Regions from separate parts of the Mus musculus genome. Here region 1 is linked to region 2. Evidence: chromatin contacts called from public promoter capture Hi-C data. All regions are on one chromosome and are shown on one strand. Each heading gives the region's core, a stretch centred on a gene start, on an enhancer-like site or on the middle of the called end of the contact. The rest is flanking DNA. Distances are from core to core; before and after follow the strand shown.

What was found. Promoter capture Hi-C pulls out the DNA fragments that hold promoters and counts their contacts.
Region 1: a contact with region 2 is called in a promoter capture Hi-C map of 3T3-L1-derived adipocytes, with 2.7 times the contacts expected there. The contact joins the promoter of Taf3 here to the enhancer-like site in region 2. A contact is called at or near these places in 6 of 39 promoter capture datasets (the 3T3-L1 cell line, 3T3-L1-derived adipocytes, frontonasal cranial neural crest and 2 more) and 2 of 115 datasets of contacts at active chromatin or transcription factors (the SCID.adh cell line and bone marrow-derived macrophages).

The regions. Positions count from the first base shown.
Region 1 is chr2:10,045,851-10,050,527 of GRCm38.p6, forward strand. It overlaps Taf3 (TATA-box binding protein associated factor 3), which reads right to left and starts at 2,759. Exons shown (of 7, transcript NM_027748.3): 1 at 2,385-2,759. The coding sequence starts at 2,550.
Region 2 is chr2:9,285,497-9,290,071 of GRCm38.p6, forward strand. No RefSeq gene overlaps it. Among named protein-coding and RNA genes, the nearest start is that of Gm13219, 64 kb to the right of the region's middle. Within about 2 kb of position 2,590, at least 5 of the 459 cell types and tissues checked have an H3K27ac peak or open chromatin away from gene starts, as enhancers often do. A contact at or near this core is called in 3T3-L1-derived adipocytes, where this site is marked.

The DNA of each region.
Region 1 (4,677 bases), core at 1,509-4,008, 760 kb after region 2:
AAAACTGACTAGAAAAAGATGGGTAATTATAAAAAGTTTCATACTGGACAGTGGCAGCACGTATCTTTAATCCCAGCATTCAGGAGGCAGAGACAAGCAGATCTCTGTGAATTCAAGGACAGCCTGGTCTACAGAGAGAGTTACAGGACAGCCTGGGATATGAAAAAACCACCACCAAAAAAAACAAAAAACAAAAACCAACCAACCAAACAAACAAACAAACAAAAAAAACCCCAAAACTCTGTCTCAAAAAAACAAAAGAAAAGGCCAGGGAATGGAGGGGAAAGGGTTCATGATAAATGTGATGGCCCACACCTTTAATCCCAGCACTCATGAGGCAGAGGCAGGCGTCTGGTCTACATACTGAGCTCTAGGATAACCAGGGCTATGAAGAGAGACCATGTCTCAAACATAAACATAAAATAAAATGGGGGGCGGGGGGAGGAGGGAAGAGAGGAGAGAGAGGGGAATGAAGAGGTTCTCAGTAAAGCACAATGAGTTCTTGGACACTTTGGAATGCTTGAATCCATGAACTACCTGGCATGGAAGGTAACTATGTATTCAGGGGATATTTTCAGAACCCAAAAGGTATACATCTGCCTTTAGTTCAGGAACTAGGTAACAAAATATAATCTATCTTAAACATAATAGTAACAATATACTGAAGGTCAATGGAGAAGGGGCTTGAAGGTAAGGAAGCAACAGCTAGACGATCATTCTACCACCACACACGTTAAATCAAGCACTCAAAAAGATGTGCATTTTAGGAATTCATTCACTAAGTCTTTTGTGGACTACCCATTAATTTACTAGCCAACTGTTTCCTATTTGGAACAACCCTAGGGTGACACAAATCAGGATGCTCCAATCAGTTAGCACAGTAGGTACTAGAGTAATACAAATACAATCAAGGGTGCTCCAATCAGCACATTAGGTACTTACGCAGAATATGAATATAATCAATTTATCTTCTGGGTCAGGGTACACATATACACAAACAATTACAAAATAAGATAAATAGGATCTGATTTGTTGGGGTTTCATTATTTTGTTAGGAATGGCATTTGGAGTCTTGAAGGTATGGCGAATCTATAGGCCCTCACTTTAAAAGTAGGAACCACTGTAGCAGAACAAATTACTCTATAAAACACTTCATTTAGTTATCCAACTTGCCACCTTAAACGTCATATCTTGGAATTTAAATGAACGTTATAATCCCCGCCCCCCCCCACACACACACACACTCATACATCAGTAAAAATCACACATCTATAAAATGATCTGTACCTTCTACAAATCATTAAATACCACCGGGTAAAGACACTACTGGGCATTCACTTAAAAGTCAATACACTGTCCCCAGATTCTATGTCTCAAGTTCCTCCCGTGGGGCTGGCTTCTAGTTGTGGGGACATCCCATAAGTAGTTTCAAGAGGGAAACTGGGTATTACTTGGCCACCAGGATTCAGCCCTAGTTTCAACTGCAGTCCTCCATGTGGGACCGTCCCCACTCTCCTAGAACACACCTGAAAGGGCTGGAGCCCTGAAGAGGGGCAACACGGAGGACTGTGCTATCTTTACTCACTCCCAAAACATACACAGGAGCCTTTAATCTCATTAAAGAGACATGAACCAGAAAAAAAAAAGTTAATACATACTGCGACACTGAGTACCCGGAAAACCTCCCAAATTACCGAGTGATGCTTCCCATCACACTTAGATCAACACTAACAGAAGAGCATAGAGGAAGGACGCCGTGCGTAACTGAGATGCTTATTGAAAGGTATTCAGCGAAATCGACAAAACCTGCCTTGAAAAGTAGTAGGCGAAGTCTGTGAAACGAACAGATAGAGAGGGGAGAAAAAAAAAAAAAAAAGGCAGCGACCCTGACTGAGCGGAGCTGTCAACGAGTCTATTTGGGAGCTCAGGAATGGCCAGCCTTGTAAGAAACGGCCGGTAGACGGAGCGCCTGTGACAACTAGTTGTAGTAGTTTGCGAGCAAGGGAGGCAAAAGACCAAGGTGAGCGAGGTGGAGAGCATTCTGGGGGTGGCTCTGGCCGCAGCCGACCCGAGACAATGAGAGAGACCGAAGCACTGGTCCAGGAGCAGCATCGGTGAGAGGGTGTGTGGCTGCGAGCCGGGACCCCGCTTCCCTGCCGGTGGCGGGAAGTTAGCGGATGAGGAAGAGGCACCTAAGGGATGACTGGAGTTCGCAGGAGACGGTGGAAGCCCCCCAGACGGTCGGAGTCTGAGAGGATCCCCATGTCGAAGCCGGCTTCGGAACGCCACCCCTGCAGGGGATGCCCAAAGGGGTCCGGAGGGGCAAAGGTGTCACTCGTGACCGGCTTGGGGCAGCCCTCCCGCAACCCAGCCCCAGTACTCACAGAGTTCAGAGTACCGATGGCAGCCCCGGCCCAGCTGCTGCAGATAGCGCTGCAGGACGTCGGTGAGGAGGTGGCAGGCGCTGAGCTGCACCGAGTCCCAGCCCAGCGCCTGGCAGATCTGCGCCACCGAGACCCTCAACAACGACCTAGAGTAACTCTCGCACATCCCGCTGCGTGGACGCCACCGCAGCCCTTCGCTGCCACTGCTCTCCAGCCCTGCCGCCTCGCCTCAGCAGAGCCCCCGATTCATTCTCTGGGGGCCCCGCGGCGGGGAAATCGTCCCCCCTCCGACCCGGAGCGACCACCTCAAAGCCTCAGCAGCACGGAGCGCGCCAGCCTGAGAGCCGCCATTTTGGACTCGCTCCGCCTCCCGCTGGACGGCCGCCGGGGCGAGGCAGTACGAGCAGAAGGCCGAGAGATAGGCGGCCCAGGCTCCGCCCAGTGGGAGGAGAGCGATCGTCTCGGGATCGACTCTAGAGCCTGGACGCCGGCCGGAAGCCGAGTGACTGGGCGCAGGTGGAGTCTGCGCCTCCCTGACAACAGGTGCCGGTGTCTTTCTCTCCCCGCTGATGGAAAAGTAAGAGGTGACCCTCGGTGTGTTCAGGGGCAAACCAGGGAGGCAGTGGAATGTTAAGGACTTAACATCGATAATGTTGATAGAGATTCAAGTGTGAAACTAGAGAATTGGGAATATAAGCTACTCCGCAGAACGCGGATTCGATTGTTTTCCTTTACTTAAATCTAAAAAAGTAAAAACGAAATTAAAAGATGAAAGATAGTATTCAGAATGAAATAGTGGCCACTTGGGAGGTTTGAGTGAAATCCAAGATGTTCACTCAGGAGGCTGAGGCAATCATAAGCTAGAGGCCAACTAGAGTCACCGAAAAACCGAAAAAGACTCCGGCTCTAAAAAAAACAATCAGAGCTAATAAACTCATGTTGTTCATTGTGTCGTTCAATGCTCTTCATAATATGGCTGGTTTTAAGGAAAAATGCCTACGTGTTCAATTAGTGGGAACTGCCCCCCTCTTCCCCAGTAGTGAGCAAGATATTATTTTAGTGCAGTTTATAGCTAGTTCTAGTTTGCGTCTTACTAGTCACAATACGTAGTCTATCCAAGACGTGGAGAATGCAGTTCCCTACAGAGGTCGAATACTCTGTAAATCCTTGAGACTGGTTTTGTCCAGAGAATGCTTGCTTGCCTTTCCCAGGGCTTCTTCCAGCCCTAGTTGCATTTTGCCTGACGGTAACAGAAACTGTGATGAGATGATAAATAGGTTTGGTTGAAATAGTGGGTTGTCCCGTCCGTCCATCCCGTCGTCCGCCCCCGCCCGCCCCCCCCCCCCCGTGAGTCTCAATCTTGTTATGTTGCAACATCTGCCCTTAGACTTTTGGGACTGAAGTGAGCCTCCACAGTAACTGGCACTTTGGGCAACTGCTGGTAGACCCTGATTAATAATCCCAGTGCTGGGCAGGCAGAGGGAGGCAGATACCTGAGTTCAAGGCCAGCCTGGTCTACAGAGCTAGTTACAGAACAGGAAAAAAAGTTTCAAATTAAAGCCAAACCAATCCCAGTGACTACTGAGTTAAACCAAACCTACTTCGGCTATATTTAACTACTCCATTTCTTAGTTGTGCCTGCCATATCTACCATTGACTATTCAGTATATAAGTTTATGTGCCCTCTCCAATAAATTGTTTCTAGGCAGCTGTGATGGCTAGTCTCAGTTGTCAACTTTAGTACATCTGGAATCAACTAAACCCCAAATGACTGGGCACACTTGCGAGAGATTTCTTTTCTTAATTAAATCTCTTGTAGTGGAAAGACACACTTCTAGTCTGGGTCTTTGACGTGGGACTATCCATCTTTAATCTGGCCCACATCTTCTGCTGGCAGCTTATATAAAACACATAAAAGAAGGAAGCTTGCTTTCTCTTCGCCTGCTTGCCTTCACTCCAGCTCACAAGTGCATTCTGTCACGGGAAGTAGAGGCTACTTCTTTGGGATTCCAGAGTATACTGAAGATCAGCTGAGACATCTAGCCTCTTGGACTAAACAACTTCTGAATTCTTGGACCTTGTTTGTAGGCAGCCATTGTTGGGTTAACTGGACCATAGCCTATAAGTCATTGTAATAAATCCCCTTCTTAAAGTCTTGAGAGCCCAATAAATCTGAAACCATGTTAGTTTTGACAAATGGCAGTCTGGAGAGAAGCATCGACACTCAGTCCATTGGGAGTTCTGTGCCCAAGTGTCAGGAGCCTGTTTGATGCAAAATCACAAGGATACTTTT
Region 2 (4,575 bases), core at 1,340-3,839:
TAGCAACTCCTCTATGAAACTGATGTAATGAAACCTACTACTATGCTTGCTAATTTAAAAATTGAACAAATTTTAAAAATAATTTAATTGGTAAGGCTGAGTTTGTCTTCTTACAGTAATACCTTTTCCTCAGCAAAACATTATGTAAGGCATATATTTTCATGATATTTTTCTATTTGATCCATTCAAAATGCCCCATTAAATATAAGCTTGAAAACAATACCTTGCCCAAGTTTGTACCATTGGGGCAAAGTTCACTAATGCTTCACAAAACTTCACGTAATTAAACACACCACCACACCTCGGCCTGCACTGTAATGATCACAATGTCTCGCAGACGTTTTTTTAATGAGTTTGCACTTTGCTGTACCCCCTCGTATATTTTCCTCTCCTTGCAGGCACGGGAGATGAAATTGTGATCAACATTATGAAATTGGATCACAATTATGACTTTAATCAAAACAAACCCAGCCTCATGCCATAGGTGTGGAAATCCGTTTGCTCTGCTCTCCTATTGCAGTCTGATTTTGTAATCAGCGCTGTCAGCCAAATACAGGGTGTAAATTATATGGCAAAATGAGAAGGCATGTTCCATCCTATGCCGTTGCCAGGTATGCTTCATATTTAGATATAAACAATGAGAGAAATTCACATTTCACAACAGTTGAGTCACAGCTGCCTCTGTGAACACTTGTTTATTTGCAGTTTCTCGTGATTTTTTACTCAAGATGCCTCTGGTGTGGGGTCTTCCTTCACATTTAAATTATTGCACATGCTTGTTTGATTCATTACCATGGAGTCATTGAACAAAACCCTTCCCATTGATTAAGTCTTTATCAGCTGCTCATCATGCACAGAGTAAAGTCTGGCCTGGAAGAGAAGAGGACGCAGGCAAGCTGTGGTCATGAATGTGGCTGAGCTCATTCATCTCATGCCCGGGTCCAGGGTCAACAACTGTGAGTTGTCGGCTTTCAGATATCAGAACTACATACTAGGTACCCTATTTGCCCCACAGAGACCTATTTCTCAGCACTGTGTCCAAGGATTGTCTAGGAAGCGATCAGAAGCTAACCAAATATTTCTCTCATCTATCATGATAGGCCAGACTAGAAAACCTTAAGGTGACCTTGTGATGACATCTTAACTAATGAAAGGATTCCTTGACAAGTCCGTGGATTGCTTTTAATTTCCCCATTAAAGCATTAGAACATTTTAAGAAGAGTTTTGCATTTCCGCACACTGAAAACAACGGAGGTGTGGCGGTAATTCACCGTGCTGAGGACCCTGGCCGTTTTCATTACACTGTCATTGTTTCTCACACTCGCTTACTTTCTGCAGTTTTAAAAGAGGTGTCCCATGTGATTAAGAGAGAGAATATCCATAAAATAAGTTTAGCATTTTCATTCAGAGCAACTAACTGACCCTCTGAGCGCCATGATGGAGACACCCAAAGGCGCTACTACTGTCAGACTAGAATTTTTATGTGAAATATTCTCCTGTTTTATTCTCCAGCTCTTTTCTAGCCTAGAAAATACATCTATTAATATACAATCGCTTAAATTGCCTTCTTAGTTTAATAATAATCACAAATTAATGGTGTGTAGTCACATGTCCATTTTCTTGGGGGAAAATAACCATATGCTTCAATAACTAAAACTTCTATTTCCACAAACTAATTAAAAGGCCTTGTGGCACAGTAATCAGAAAAACAGGTGTTTCATTTAGTTTCTCTCCCTTCAAGGTTGAATAACTGCAATTCAGACTTCCCCACAATTCCTTTAAAGTCAAAGAAAAGTCACACAGCCCTACTTGGCCTATCAGATGACAATGTCCTTCTGTTCCACCCCAGAATTTTGATGGAATATAAATCATAGAAAGTACACTGTTTTTATAGGACAACATGTTAAATTATGAGTGTTATTTTTCACAGCAGATTTTTAGCTCCCCCAAAGAAAAGCGATGCCAAAGTGCTTATTTTTCTCCTTGATAAACTGAGAATATGAGTATATATAAAATATCCATATATTGAATCTTCAAAGAGACGTGACTCTCTGTAAAAGATATGCTCCATTCCTAACCCAGAAATAACTATCTTATCAAAACCACATCTCTAAGGCCAGATCTCCTGAGTTCAGGGTGCATTACGCACTTTATAAGGCACACAGTAACTTTTGGAAGGCTTCAGCCTTCCTCCTGCCGTTAATTATTTAGACTCTGACATATTGCAATAAAACATTTCATCAAGCACTCCAGTCCAGGGAACGATAGGCATCAACACTGTATTGGTAATGCAAAATAAATGGATCGGGGTTGAAAATAATGAGTTTGGTGGATTACATCTGTCACTGTGAATTATTATTGTTGAACATAATAGGGCAGAGCACTACAAAAATAAAGCGTGTCTTCTCTAGTTAAAGGTGAGACAACCACCTCTAATGAGATACAGAAGTTCAAGTGTGAGTTATTAATTATGTACACAAAAGGTTTATCGGCTTGCCCAATCTTACATTTTTGTATGTATATAACGATAGAACAGAAAGTTCCCATTGCTAAAGCTGGTGATAGTTCACAGCAGTCTCTTGCCAGAAACTGGAGAAGACACTCTGCTTGGCCATAGTCGACCGTGCAAGGGGAAAAAAAAAACTGAATGTGTGACGAAGCACCAGCCCAGCAGACCCTCAATTGGCTCTGTTCTGGCCACCAGCTTGCTCTATGATGCATGTTTCACTTGTAAGAGCATTGCCTTTACCAAAGCACCTTTGAATTCAACATTGGATTTCATATAGTTTTTACTCTGTACATAATAGGTTTTTAATTGGCTGAATTTGGTATCTTGATCATTCTATAGCTAGAAAGCTTGAGGGGGCCTTCTGTGAAGAATAATCCAAGCTGCCTCTCAGTAAAGCCCTCATTAGTGGAAAGAAGTCAATGTCTGTTATTCAGGAGAATACTTGAGGCAATACTTGATTTCATTAGCTCATGCGGCCTCCTCAGAGCAGGAGGAAACACAAACCACCATGCCTGAAAAAATAGTCTTTTGCAAAATTGTGACCAGAAAACTCTATATTCTTGACCAACTATTATAAATACTTTAGTGTATATGTTCATTATTACTTTAGGGAGCATATAATATTCTGCAACAAACTCATCGTTTGATAAACGTATTTGTTGCTATACTGTTAAATTAATTCTAGGAATTTTAAATGTATTTTTATGTATTTGTGTGAAATATATGCTGGATGCATGTGTGTATCCCTGGAAGTCAAAAAGAGTGTTAAATCCTATCTACAGGTAGAGTTACAGGCAGTTGTGAGCCCTCAGTACTGGAGCTGGGAACCAAATAGGCTTTTCCTTAAGAGTAGTGTGGAGCTACTAACCGCTAAGCCATATCTTCAGACCACCTCCTCTTTAATAATTTGCATTATTTCAGGATTGTTAAATAATTCCAAAATATGAATCCTTCATGTGCCTCTTTGTGTATATATCTAAGCATTTTAGTACCCTGTGAGACTGGGATATAATGTTTGCAAATTTGAATAAGAAAATATAATTGGTAACAGTTCCTTGATATGAAGAGTTCCTAATATTGTGAGGCACAAATTGGGCACCATGAACCTACATGGATGGACATTTGACAACAGTAACCAAAAGAATATGGTCCTATTGAAAGACACTAAGCAGCAAAGCCTAAGAGGAGACCAAAAATATTTGAAGACGTTATTTACAAGCTGCAAGTAACCAGCTCTTGTGAGAGCTACCAAAGGGTAGAAATGTTTCTCTATATTCTTTAAAATAAAACATAATCATGGAGCTGGCAAGATGGCTCAGTGGATTGAGACACTTGCAACCATAATGAAACTACCTGATTTCAGACTTCAGAATCCACGTGGTAGAAAGAGCCAACTACTGAAAGTTATCTTCATATCTCCATATATGTTCCAGGGCACATGCACATGCATGTGCACACACATACACAACTTTATAACCTCATATAGGCAAAATATATAAATACAGAAATTAAGAAGTAAGCATGGGGAAACAAAGCCAAGGAAATCAGAAATCCCTGTTTCTTAAAAGGAAAGCTAAGCTAACGAGCCACGAGTGGATTACACATAATCTGAGAATACAGTTTCTTTCTTTTCCTGCTTCTCATGTAAGGAACAACTATGAGGAAAAGGAGTCAGAATGAAACTCAATGTCATCCATTTGGATAAACTTGAGAAGTCAAGCATGGAGAAAATGTTGCTGGTGAGTGATACAAAGCAAGACTATTGATAGGTGAGAAAAGCTTGCTGGAAGGAGTTTGGATGCTGCTGTTCTCAGGAGCATGGAAGTCCTTCACAGCTTCAAGCTTTCCTGCTTTGGTGGGATGATGGCAATGCATAGGGAATTTTCCCAAATCCTCAAGAAATAAATAGCTTTGGTACACTAGCCAATATTGTGCATGGCCACTATAGACAAATAAGCTCAATTGTACACATGGCTTCTACTGTTTCTAGATTATAGATCATAGATAAATATACATTTGCATTAATACTGTTTGAATTAGGCTATTCATAAATACTGTTTTCTAAT